2 separate regions of the Anser cygnoides genome follow, and region 1 is linked to region 2. A link is a contact called in public Hi-C data. All regions are on one chromosome and are shown on one strand. Each heading gives the region's core, a stretch centred on a gene start, on an enhancer-like site or on the middle of the called end of the contact. The rest is flanking DNA. Distances are from core to core; before and after follow the strand shown.

The links. A called contact is a pair of places that touch in the nucleus more often than the background predicts.
Region 1: a Hi-C map of liver shows a contact between it and region 2, with 5 times the contacts expected there. The contact joins the enhancer-like site here to the promoter of OGDH in region 2. A contact is called at or near these places in 2 of 7 Hi-C or Micro-C datasets (both in liver).

Annotation. Positions count from the first base shown.
Region 1 is chr26:4,617,194-4,623,326 of Taihu_goose_T2T_genome, reverse strand. It overlaps NUDCD3 (NudC domain containing 3), which reads right to left. Exons shown (of 6, transcript XM_066983423.1): 2 at 5,715-6,001. Among named protein-coding and RNA genes, the nearest start is that of NUDCD3, 4.2 kb to the right of the region's middle. Within about 2 kb of position 2,491, at least 1 of the 3 cell types and tissues checked has open chromatin away from gene starts, as enhancers often do. A contact at or near this core is called in liver, where this site is marked.
Region 2 is chr26:4,561,660-4,568,699 of Taihu_goose_T2T_genome, reverse strand. It overlaps OGDH (oxoglutarate dehydrogenase), which reads right to left and starts at 4,551. Exons shown (of 23, transcript XM_066983352.1): 1 at 4,427-4,551; 2 at 568-816. The coding sequence starts at 789.

The sequences.
Region 1 (6,133 bases), core at 1,242-3,741, 57 kb before region 2:
GAGAGGGAGGGTGAAAAAGCGGCAGCTCTGCAAAGCCGGGCTTTGGCACCGCGTGCACTTGGCTGCCGGGTGGTGGGGATGGCGTGGGTGGGTCTGTGTGTTCTGTCTTGTTCTATTTTTGCCCGCCATGTGTCATTTTGGGGGAGGTGAAACCTTTAACAATGCGCCGTCGAGAAGCAGCCAATCTGTTTCGCACCGTGCCGAGCCGCAGCGCCCGGCGGTGCCGTCACCGCGTCAGAGCCCGGCGGCGCGGGGCCGGGGCCCGGCAGAAGGGAGCGGGGGGGCCCGGGCAGGCGGCAGCGCTGCCGGCCTCGGGACGAGTTCCCCGCTCGCCCCGTGCGCGTTTCTGCGCCCCTCCTCGTTCCGGCACCGCGGGGCGGCGATCGGAGGCGATCGGAGCCGTGCGGACGCCGCAGCGGCCGCAGAGCGAGCGTGGGGACGCCCGCCCGAACCCGCCGCCCGCCTCAGGGAGCAGCTCCGGCAGCAGCTCTGCACCAGCAGCGCGGCGCGCGGCCAGGGGCAGGGACCGAGCGCCGAAGGCTTTGCTTTGACGCTGTGAGCGGGGAGAAGTAGGGCAGCTCGCAGAGCTCCTCTTCGAGGAGTTTCCAGGCCAGGACGCAGGCGCTGGGCGCTCGATCCGGCCGCGCGGCCGTTCCCGAGGGGGTGCCGAGGCCGGGCATGCCACGGGAGGGAGTCGGCTCGGGCCTCATCCCCGGGGACTCGTTTTTCTCCTTCAAATCCCATTTTTTTCAGACCCAGGCGCTGTGAGCACTTGCAGCATCCATCCTGCAGAGGCACCACGGGGCACGGCCGGGGAGGGCGGTGCGGGGAGGCCGGGCGGGCGCTGCAGAGGCCCAGTAACCGAAACGGAGGCCGAAGGAGGCATCGGCAGCACCCCTGCCGTCCCCAGCACCCCTCACCGGGTCTCGCAAGCACATCCTGACCCCAAAAAGCCTCTCCTGCCCCCACCACCTTCCCCCCGTCAGAGCAGGGGAAGCGGAGGGCAGCGCCGTACAGGGCCGCCCTGCAGCGAAGGGCAGGGACCGAGCAGCCCGGCCCCACGCCCGGCCCTCCGCCAGCGGCCCCGCGCGGCACGCGAAACCCTGCTCGGGCCCGAGAGGTTGCCAAGAATGGAAAGATCTCATCAAGCGGTAACGAAGTGCCAAGCGAGCGAGGAACAGAGAAGCCCAGGCACACGGCGCCCGCATGCCCGACCCAAGGGGGGCATTTCCCGCAGCACCAGGCACCGGGCTGGGGGCGTAACGACCCCGCATGCCGCGCCGAGGCCGCTCCCGGCGGCGAGTCCAGGGTGAGGAGTGCGGCGCCGGGCGCGGCCGCCGCAGGGATCACGCGCGTGGAAAACACGGGGCCCGCGCTCCTGCTGCTGCCTGTGCCAGCGAGCCGAGAGGAGCCTCCCCCCTCCCGCGGCTTTAACGCCTCCCGGCACCGGCTCGCCGGGCACCTCGCATTCAGCCGCCCTCGGTTTTGCCGGCGGAGCGCCGCGGCGCGAGGAGGGCTCGCCGCGGGCTCGTGCCCCCGGAAGGCTCCCGGCTCCCTGCGCACCTCACCCCGTTAGGCAAAGCGCTCGGCGAGCTGAATACCAACCCCCCCTCGCCCCCCCTCACGGCGCAGCGCACACCCGCAGTAAACAAGTGCCGGGACCCAGCCGGCTACCGCCGCGCTGCGGCCCCGGGAGCAGGGCAGGGACCCGGGGCGGCCCCGGGGCTTTTCCTGGCTTCGTCCTATTGAGGTGGGGGGGGGCCGGTGGGGGAGAGCCCCCCCAGCTGCTCCTGGAGGGCGCCCTTTATCCCCGTGCCGTGCCACGGGAGGCAGCCGACGCCGTCCCCTCGGCCCCAAAACGCCGCCCCGTGCGGCGCAGGCTCCACCGAGGACCCCAGGGAGCACCGAGACGCCTTCACCGCCCGGCCCCGCAGCCCGGCGGGTCCGGCCCTGCCCGCAGCAGGGTCCCCCCCGCCCCGGGACGTGCCGCCCCGCTCCTGCCGGCCCCGCCAGAGCTTTGAGCCCTTTCGGGGGAGCTTTCGGCCTTCGCTGCTGATCTCCCGGGTGTTGCAGGAGCCGCTCAGGAGAGCCAACTCGCTGCCACCAGGCGACTTTGAACGGCGGGAGGGCCGCGGAGCCGTCACCGGAGGGCCCGGATCTCCCTGCTGCTGGGAAATGTAGGTCAAGGACGGCGGGACGCGCCACCGGCGGGCAAAGTCCCCCGGGACCGCCGCTGTCCGCCTGCCGCTCGCACAGCCTGGGGCCGCGGAGCTCCCCGAGGGGCCGGCGCGAGGCCAAACCGCCCTGGGTTCGGCTCCGGCTCCCCGGGGAGGGGCCGGGGCCGGGCAGCGTGGGGCAGGGACCCACGCACCGCTCCCGGTAGTTTTCCACGCCGCCCTCCTTCCCCCGCGGGCAACCGCCGCAGCGTTAAAACAAGCAGGCGGCTTTTTTTTTTTTCCTTTTCTAACTGAGAATCAGGCACACGCTGTCCCCCCGGCCTCCAGCCCTGGGATTTTCTGCTTGTTAAGAGGGGAAAAAAAAAATAAAAATAAATTTATAGGTTTTAATTTAGTTATTTTTGGTGCGGGGACCTAATTTTGGAGCTCGCTACCTTGGCAGGGCAACCGGAGCCCTGAGCGACGGGGTGCGTGACAGGGGAGCTGACGCTCGGCTGCCGGTCTCAGCGCCCCGGCCCGAGGACTCGCGCCCCCCGTGAAGGCAAATTGGGCTGGAAGGGGGCTCGCTGCAGCCGGGGGCCACGCCAGGCGTTGGGGCTGGGGGAATTCCGCCTCCAGCTGAAGCGTTGCAGCCCCCCCCAGAAAGACGCTTTGCCGTGGAGCTGGGCTGCTGCCGATGCAGAAGGCTCGGTGCCGCTTGGGGTGCGCGGCTGCAAGGCGATTTCCCGGCCCTGGCGAGCTGCCGGGGCAGCCCGGAGGTGGAGAAACGGGGTGGGAAGGGGAAAACCCCGACGGGCAGCAGTGGGCAAAGGCCGGGAGAAGGACAGGGCTGCTGGAGTGGGAGACAAAAGGGGCGAAGGACGAACTGAGCAGGACTAAAAGACCCCGGGCAGCGCGCAGAAGGGAAGGGGGAACCGCTCCCTGTGCAACGAGGGGATCAGCGGCGAGGTGTGAGGGGAATCGAGGAGAAAAAAAGGAATCCTCCGAGAGAAAACAAACGCCAGGCGCCCGCTCCGGCTCGGACAGCCGCTGCCCCGCGATTTGCCGGAGGCAGGGGGAGAGCGCCGGGGAAGCGTCACCAGGCGCTGCCCTCCTCCTCCTCCTCCTCCTCCTCCTCGTGTGCCTGGGGACACATGGGGCCAGGCTGCGGGGCCAGGCGGAGCGGGGTCAGGCCACTCTAATGGGCGCCCACCCGGCCTCGGCTCGCGCCGGGGCTCTGCCGTATGTGGGGGGGGGGGGATTCCCCCGGCACCCCCAGGCGCAACGGGAGCGGGACGCAGGGCAGGCCGGCCCCTCGGCGCGGGGCGAGGTGGGCTCCGGCTTCCTGGGTCAGGCCGGGAGCACAGCGGGGGCTTGAGCCGAGCAGGAAAACCCGCGGGGGGCTCGGGGGGAAAGCAGTCCGGGCACCCGCCACGCTGCGTGCCGCTGGGGGGGCGGCCCCGCTCCCTCCCGGCCTCCGCTCCTGGAACAGGCTCGCGGGAGGAGGCCAGGGACGCGGGCTGGGGACCCTTCGGCACCTTCCCACCCCGAAACCCTTCCTCTGGGGGGGGCTTCCCCGAGAACGAACCTCCCTGCTCCGCGCCGGGGCCTTCCCCGGGTCCCACCCGGCACTGCCACCGCCACCAGGCGACGGCACAAGGGGAGGAGAGCGGGCCCCGAGCACGGCTCACGGCGAGAAGGGGGCGTTAGGCACAGGGTGCTGAGCCCCCGGGGCGCCAGGCGCAGCGATGGCTCACGGCAGCACCACCAGCCCCATAAAACAGCCCCAGCGCGGGGCCGCGAGCACCGGGGTGGCCCCAAAAACACCCCGATCCTCGTGGGGAGCGGGTGTTTGGTTTTTTTTTCGGTGCAGAACAGGCCGGGTTCCGCTCTCCCCCCACGGGCGCCGCGATCCCGAGGCGCTCCGCGGGGCTCTGCGGACCTGGGCCGGGCCCTGCCCCTCCCTTTGATTTGCTTCACCGGGGGGGGGAAAGGAAGGGAGGGAGGTGGAAAACATTCGTGCTGCTCCCTGCGCTCTGCCTTCCTGCTGCCGGGGCCGCGCGTTAGCCACGCGCCCCTCGTCCCCAGGCTGCTCCGCGGGGGGACGGCGCGGCCGGGTGAGGTGCTGGCAGCCTGCGGGGCGCCCCGCCAGTCCTGCTCCCGCTCCCCGCCGCCTTTCGGGGGGCTCCGGTGCCCCCCAGAGGAGCAGGAACCAACTACAGCCGCGGCACGGGCCCGCTCTGCCCCCACTCGGGGCCCCGCCGCCTTCCCCTTGCCCCACGCGAGCCGTGGAAGCAGCAGGGGGGGGGGGCTGCAAATATTCGGGGGGGGGTCCCCAAAGCGGCGTGCTGGGGGCGGCAGCGGGGACGCGGCGAGGACGGGGAGCTGCGGGGGCAGCCGCGTCTGCTTCTCGCCCTGCTGGTGCTCGGGGGGCGAGGGGCAGCTCGGGGGCGGCTCCGCGGGGGCAGCTCCGCACTGCAGGGGCAGCTCAGCACCGCGGGGGCAGCTTAGCGGCCCCATCCTGCCCCTGCTCCACCCCTCACCCCCGCAGCTCCCGTCCCGCAGCCCTGACGGCGAGGGGCCGACGTTAAAACCTCGCGGGAACGCTCACGGGGGGCTCGAGCCCCTCCATCGCCCCCGCCCTTCCCTCTCCCGCTCCCCTCCGGGACGAATCGGGGCTGAAACGCACAGGACGGGGCTGCGAGGGGCAAGGCCCACGAGCTGCGCGGCCCCCTCGGGGCTGCTTTTGCCCCGTTAACCCCGTGCCGCCGAGAGGCGTCGCCCCGACGGCCCCAGGGACGAGCGTCCCCTCGCCGGGCAGCGGAGCGCGGCTGCCGGGGGGGGGTCGGTTTGGGGTTCGATTTGGGGTCCAGGCTCGCTTTCGTCCCGCGTCAGCCCGGCTGAGCCAAGCGCGAGCCCCCTCCCCTCCTCCCCACGCCACCGAGCCGCTCAGCACCCTTCCCCGCCCGGCCCCGCCGCCGCCAGGGGCTCTCGGGGAGGGGTCGGCGCGGGATTCGGCCGGTGCCCCTGCAGCACGGCCCGGCGGGGACGGAAATCCCGCCGCAGGCCGGGGGCGACGCGGCACAGCCAGGCGCTGGGGGCTCCGCGCTGAGGGGGACGCGAGGAAGGGGCAGAGCGGGCCCCCGCGGGCCCCCTCCCGGCGCTCACGCAGCCCAGGGGGGCTTTGAGACGAGGACGTTTGGCAAAAACAAAGAGCTACGGAGGCTGCTCGGAGGCGGCAAGGCCGGGGGAAGCGGGCGGCCGTGCACAAAGCCCCCCCACGGAGTTTGATGCCCCCTGAGCTGAGGGGGCCTGGGTGCGGGGGGGGAGGGCGCGTGGGAGCCCGACGCCGAGTCCCCGTGAGGAACGGGAACGGCGCCTGGAGCTCCCGGCCCCAAAATGCATCCCCCCCTACCCGGGGAATCTCCCATCCTCCCCCCCCGAAGCCCACAAGGGAAACCCTCGCCCCCAGAGGGCCGCGAGGACGCCCCCAGAGGGCCCTCGGTGCCCCCCCCAACCCCCCCACCGCGAAGGGGGCAGCGTAACGGGGACCCTTACGTGGGCAGCTCTGCGGGCTGGGGCTGCGCGGGGGCAGCGGCCCCCGGGGGCTCCGCCGGCGCTGGGCTGGGCGCTGCCGGGGCGGCCGAATCCTGCGGCCCCACCGCCTCCCCCGCGGGGCCGGGGGGCTCCACCGTGGTCTCCACCTCGACCTCCTGGGCAGCCGGGGCCACTCGCACCCTCTCGGCGGCCTCCTCCTCCTCTTCTTTTTTCCGCAGCTTCGCCTCCAGCTCTCGGTGCCTCCTCTCGTCATCCTGCCGGGCCATCCGCTCAAAGACTTGGAAAGCCTGGAAGGGGGGCAAAGGGAGCCGGGCGTCGAGCTCCTGGCCGCCACCGTGCCCTCGGGGACCGGCCCCCGGCGGCTCGGGCAGCGAGAAGCCGTGCCGCCCAGCCCGCGGGGGGACGAAGTCCCTGCGGGG
Region 2 (7,040 bases), core at 3,302-5,801:
ACGGCGTGTGCAGAAATCTGAGTTGGTTTTTCAGGCTTGCATTTGGGAGCAGCTGGGGGGAATCCCTCCGGCCCCGCAGCCCCCGGCCTTTCTGCAGGCACCCCGGGCAGCGTGGCACAGCCTGCCCTAAGACCTAACACCCCCGTGCTCAGAGCAAACAGCAAAAAGGAAACCGGCCAAGACGTGAAGAACACCCTCCCCTCCCACCCCAGCTCAGGATAAACCCTCCCGATAAACCACTAGAGCCGGAAAACACAAAGCGTCGGGAGCTCAGCCAAGGCGGTCCCCGGGAGCAGCCGTTCCTTGCATCCACTCGTGATCCAGGGCGCGGAGAACTACACGCCGGCCGCACGCAGAAGCTCGGGGCGCTCGCTCGTGAAGGCAGAAGCCTCTCGCTGCTCTTGCTCGGGGAACTGCTGCCGCCGGTGTCAGGTGGGGGGGAGCATCCGCGACCGTCCGGCTCTGGCCGAAATCCTCCTGGGGCCGCTCGCACTTACCTGACCTCACCGCTCACACGAGACACACAGAGCGAAGCGAAGGCAGACTCCTGGCGGGGTTGCTCCTTACCTTATGTACACTTTTGGGGTTTTCCAGCCACGCATAGTACATTTCCTCCACATAGTTTGAACTAGTCCCACTCAAAAAGGGCTCGGCAGCCACCGGTGCGCTGTAGCACCTGATCCGCTGAAACGTCCTGGGTGCTGCCAGCCTGTGTTGGGAAATTGTCTTAACAGTCTGGGAGGCCGTCAACGGCCTCAGCTTTGCTGCACAAGTCCTTAAGTTAAACATTTTTGTCCCGTAGCCTCACACGCGTTCCTGTTGGAAGAGAAATGAAAAGAGTTTCAGAAATTGTGTAAGACAGCGCGGCTCAGAGAGCCCCCTCGCCCCACCAGCCCCAGCAGGAGCAGGGGCTAATGACAGAGAAATCAATTTGTGCTGGTGGCCCCCGGCAGGCACCCAGCTTGCAGAGCCGAGCTTGGGATCGGGTTTGTTTCCGATTCCTCCCACGCCCCACACAGCTGAGGTCCGGGTCCTGCGGCGCAGGAGCGGAGCTGGTGCGTAGGGAGGCTCCAGCACCTCGGGGGTGGCTGGAAGAAGAGACGGGTTTGGCTTTTAGGAGCTCGCTGGCACGGGACGCAGCAGTGCTCGGCTCCCGACACCAGAATCATCCCGAGAAGCGCAGCGGGAGGAGCAGTACGGGTTTGGGATTGCCAGCCGAGCCCGCGAAGGCAGAGAAGAGAGGCTTTGCAAACGGAGCGCCGCGACCCGCGCCTGTACGGGGGCACCTCTGAGAAACGAGGCGCTGCCGCGACCGCGTGCCCGTCCCGAGGCAGCGGGGACAAAGCCAAGAGGGAATAACCCCGGCAAGGAGCCTGAGGACAGGGGGTGGCCGGGAGCGAAGGCTTCGGTCCCTGCACCCAGCACCGGGAACAGGACGCCAGCCGCAGCGCCGCCAGCCCCGGGAGTTTGGAGGACGAACGCCTCCCAGCCGGGCACCGAAGCAACCCCCCTGCCCAGAGGGGTGCCGGGGACGTTTCATTGCCCAGCTGGGCTTGGGTGCTGGACGCCGCATTTCCCTTCAGCCCCACAGGGTCCCCCGCAGGGACCTCTCCAGCCCCGCACACGAGCCGCAGGAAAGCAGCTCTCGTTGCGCAAACCCCGCAGCAGCTTCTCCTCCACTCCCTTCCCTATTCCGAAGGCTGGCAGCCGGACCGGAGCGGCTCTCCCGGGCCCATTTTTGCTGCATTACTCACCCGGCACTCGCTCTGCTTTTGGCCTCGGCCGGGCTGCAGCGCGGCACTGCGCGCACCGAGCTGTCACCGTCCCAGCGGCGAGTGGCCGCGGCCAAAGCGGGCGGGCGCGAGTCCGCAGGGCGAACCGAGCTGCCGCTGTAAAACACTGCTGATAACGCAGCCCCAGGGAAAGTGCTGGAACACGATCGCCTCGGGGAGCTTTGCCCTGCCTGGTGCCACCCCTGAGGCCGGGCTGGAGCCGTCCCCACGTCCCGCAGCCGCCGCTCGGTCCCAGAAGAGCAAAGTTTGGCAGCGCGAGGCGTCCTGACCAGCATTTTGTCAGCCCTGCTGCCAAAATTTGGGGTGTCGGATCAAGTTTTAGCTACTCAGCACCGCGGCAGCTAAGCTTCCCCCCCTCGAAACGCAAGATTTGGGGTGATGCAACGTTAAGAGCAGCAGCAGCGTCCTGACCCATTTGGGGCCGACTGCTGCACCCGGCTGGGACAACGCTTCCAGGCGGGGAATGCCAGCGCGCAGCATTCCTGGCCCTTTATTCACTGCAGGCGCTAATTAAGGGCAGAAATTCGTGTCAGAGGCAGTTACTCGGGGGCAGAAGCGTGTCCCTTCCCCTCCGCTTTCTCACACCCACCAGCACCCAGGCAGGGGCCCCGAGCCCCACGCCGGGTGACCGGCTCTAAGCGGGCAGACGCGGCAGGGCCACCGATGTCGGGTGTTTTTCTGGCTGGCGGCTCTCCCTCCTCGCGTCTAAGCCGCCAAATTATTTCGAGATACTTCGGAGAGCCGGCCGAGCTGCCCGCCGGCGCGCGCGCACACGTGGGGGGAAAAAAGCTTTGGGACAAAAGCGTCAGCGCCGGTGTCCAGTTTCAGGCCTGCCGCCCAGCAGCGGCTCGGTGACCTCTGGGGAGAGCACGGGCGGTAATGCCAGAGTTCAGCCCGACCCAGCGGGACCCCACCGCCCCGGGGAGCCTCTCTCCAGCGCCGGTCGTGCCCGAGGGAGGTGGGAGCAGCGCGGGGACGCAGCTGCAGGAGCAGTGCCCTGGTACAAAGCCCCCCGCGAGGGTGCCCTGCTTCCACACGAGGGGCATTAGGAGAAGAAAACCCACTGCTCGGCTGGGCCCTCGCCGCTAACGCTGGATAAAACTCCAGCAGCCTCGTGTTCTCAGTGGAAGGGCAAACACCACAATGCTCAGGGCAGGTTACGGGCCGATACGTGCACGAGCACACCGCTAAGCAAAGCGGAATAAGGCGCTAACGTGACCTCTGGCAGCCAGAGCCACCGAAACCTGCCACAGAACACAGTTAATTGGGAAATGCCTTTTTTTTTTTTTTTTCCCCCTCCTTAGAATCAAAACTGCCAGCTAGAGGATAAGCAGGAATTAAAGGCTTGATCGGAGGGAAGTCAAGCTGCCGGTCACCGCGCCCAGCCCAACCTACGGGAAGAACACGAGGGAGAGGCAAAGGTGCTGAGCACAGCGCTTATCGGGCGGCTGGCACGTGGACCCACCTGGCAGGGCACATGCCGACACCGGCCCTTTTGTCCCCAAGACACCAAGAGCGCCGGCGGCCACCGCTCCTGCTGGCGGCACGGCGGGGCCGGCGGCACGGCGTGCAACGGGGCTGCTGCGGGCAGGGCCTCTGCGCCCCGGCAGGGGTCCTGGCAGCACCAGAGGCGGCCTGGGCACGGGGCCCTCCATGAAGCCGGCCTGGGCCTACAGGCTCCGGGGGGACCAGGGCTGGGGGTCCCCAGGGATTGGGGGTCCCGGGGCTGGGGGGCTCCGGGCCTGGGGTGCCCAGAGCTGGGGGTCCCGGGGTTGGGGGGCTCCAGCTTGGGGCTTTCAGGGACACCAGGCCGGGGGGGGGCTCTAGGACTGGGTGCCCGGGGCTGGAGGCTCCGGGGTCCCAGGGCTGGGGGCTCCGGGCCTGGGGGTCCTGGGCCTGGGGGGCTCAGGGATTCCAGGCCTGGGGGGGCTCTGGGCCTGGGGTCCCCGGGGCTGGGGGTTCCAGGGATGGAGGCCCCAGGGCTGGGGGTCCCGGGGCCGGGGGGCTCAGGTACCCCGGGGCTGAAGGCTCCGGGCCTGGGGGTCTCTGGGCCTGGAGGCTCCGGGGCCGGGGGCTCCGGGGTCCCGGGCCTGGGGGGTCCCGGGCCTGGGGGCTCCAGGGCTGGGGGTACCGGGGCCGGGAGACTCGGGGACCCCGGCCCTGGGGGGCTCCGGCTCCGGGGGTCCCCCTGCGGCCCCGCCGCTGCCCCACGTGCGTCCGCGCTGGAGGCGAGTCCCCGCCCCCTCCCCCTCCCCCTCCCCCTCCCCCTCCCCCTCCCCCTCCCCCTCCCCCTCCCCCCCCAATCAGCGCCCGCCCCCCCCTCCCGCGCTCACCGCCCGCCCCTCCCCATTGGCCGCGCGGCGCTGCCCATCCCACGGGCGGCCCCGCCCCCTCCCTCCCCGACCACGCCCCCCTCCACCCCGAGGCCACGCCCCCTCCCGCCGAGGCCACGCCCCCTCCCCCCGCCCCGAGGCGCCCGGGCGGCGGCGCCAAGGACACCGGGGAGCGCCCGCCGCCCCCCCCCCGCCCCGCCGCCGCCCCCCCCCCCCTCCCCGCCGGCCCCGCCCGGCCCGGCCCCGCCCCGGCCCCGCCGCCCCCGGCCCGGCCCCGCCGCCCCCCCGCCCGCCCCGTACCTGCCGGCCCGCCCGTCCGCCCCGCTTGCGGCCCCGGCTCTGACAGCGGCCCCCAACCGCCGACTGCCGCCCCGCGCCGCCCCGCCCCCGCGCCGCTGCGTCACCGCGTCGCCACGCCCGCTCCCGCCCCGAGGCCACGCCCACGCAGCCCCGCCGCGGCGGGGCCCGCCCGGTGCGCCTGCGCGGCCCCCCCCCCCCCCCCCCCCCCGCTCCCCGGAGAGGAGGGCGCGCGCGCGGGGTCACGTGGGGGGAGAGGGAGCCCCCGCCGGGGGGCGGGGCCGTGCGCGGGGCGTGGGGACACGGGTGGGGGGGGGGACGACGACATCGGACGTGGGGTGGGGACACTGGTGTGGGGACACCGGTGTGGGGACACCGAAAGTGGTGTGGGGACATCCGACGTGGTGTACAACACCCATCGTGGTGCACAGACATCCAGCATGGGGACGTTGGTGGGGGGACATGTACCGTGGTGGGGGGACATCCACCGAGATGAGGGGGCATCCATCTTGGGGACACTGGCCATGGTGTGGGGACATCCATCATGGTGTGGGGACATCCATCATGGTGTGGGGACATCCACCACAGTGTGGAGACATCCGACATGGTGTGGGGACATCCATCGTGTGGGGACATCCATCATGGTGTGGGGACATCCAACGAGATGAGGGGGCATCCATCATGGGGACACTGGCCATGGTGTGGGGACATCCATCATGTGGGGACATCCATCATGGTGTGGGGACATCCACCAAGGTGTGGGGACATCCATCATGGGGACACTGGCCGTGGTGGTGGGACATCCATCATGGTGTGGGGACATCCACCAAGGTGTGGGGACATCCAACACGGTGCGGGGACATCCATCATGGGGACACTGGCCGTAGTGTGGGGACATCCATCATGGTGTGGGGACATCCACCGAGATGAGGGGGCATCCATCATGGGGACACTGGCCATGGTGTGGGGACATCCATCGTGTGGGGACATCCATCATGGTGTGGGGACATCCACCAAGGTGTGGGGACATCCACCACGGTGTGGGGACATCCATCATGGGGACACTGGCCGTGGTGGTGGGACATCCATCGTGGTGTGGGGACATCCGACATGGTGTACAACGTCCATCATGGTGCACAGACATCCAGCATGGGGACGCTGGTGTGGGGACATGTACCGTGGTGGGGGGACATCAGCCACGGGGACACCCGACATGGTGTGGGGACACCCATCATGGGGACATTGGCTGTGGGGACATCAACCATGGTGTGGGGATATCGGCCCTGGGGACACCCGACACGGTGTGGGGATGTGAGAAACAAAGTTGGGTTTTTGCAGCAGAGAGCTAATTTTCTGTATTCCAAGGTAGTTGTGTGGCCATAAGGAGAAATGCTGAGTAGGTAAGTGGATGGTAGAAGGCCTCACTGTTCCAAAATAAGGTGGAAGCTTGAGAAAAACAGGACGAGCAGTGTGAGAACAGTAAAACAAAGATCACAAGTTCTCAAAACATAAGAAAGGAGAAATTAAAGGGTTGAAAAAAAAACGAAAAATTGTACATATATTGTATAGAGGCGCGTCGTAGTATAGAGTAGTATAGAGGAACCTGTAGTACTCGGCCAATGAGGAAACGGGGGAGGTGATCAGGCGCCGGGTAATAGGGAATAAAAGGTTATGATTTGTTTACTAAAATGCACTCCTAATTGGCAGGACGCCCGCCATTGCAATCACAAATAAAATAGCTTCACAGAAGATCCTGTCTGAAGAAAATTATTTGATATTTTTCTCGCAGGGACATCCAACATGGGGACATTGGTGTGGGGACATATATCATGGTGTGGGAACACCGTCCTTGGGGACACCTGACATCATGCGGGGACATCTGCTGTGGTGTGGGGACATCCATCATGGGGACATCGGCTGTGGGGACATCAACCATGGTGGGGGGACATCCGCTGTGGTGTGGGGACGCTGGCCTTGGGGACACCCAACATGGTGTGGGGACACCCAACATGGTGTGGGGACACCCAACATGGTGTGGGGACAGCTGTCATGGTGTGGAGACATATCCTTGGGGACACCTGACATGGTGTGGGGACATCCAGCATGGTGTGGGGACGTCAGCCATGGGGACATCCACCATGGTGTGGGGACATTGTGGAGACATTGGCCATGGGGACACCTGATATGACGTGGGGACATCCGTCATGGTGTACAACATCCATCACGGTGCACAGACATCCATCAAGGGGACATTGGCTATGGTGTGGGGGATATATGCCACGGGGACATCTGCCCACGGGGGGCATCTGACATCGTGTGGGGACATCCGCCATGGAGACACCTGCCATGGGGACATCCTGGTGCAAGGCACATCCACCCATGGGGACATTCACCATAGTGTGGGGACATCTGTCCATGGAGGGCGTCCACCGTGGTGGACAGACATCCTGGTGTGGGGGACATCACCCGTGGGGACATCTGGCATGGTGTGGGGACATCGTGGTGTGGGGAACACCCACCCATGGGGGGAAACCCACCCCGGGGGACACCCACCACGGGGACAGGCGTGAGGACACCCACCACAGACCGGGGACATGGTGGCACGAGGGACACCTGG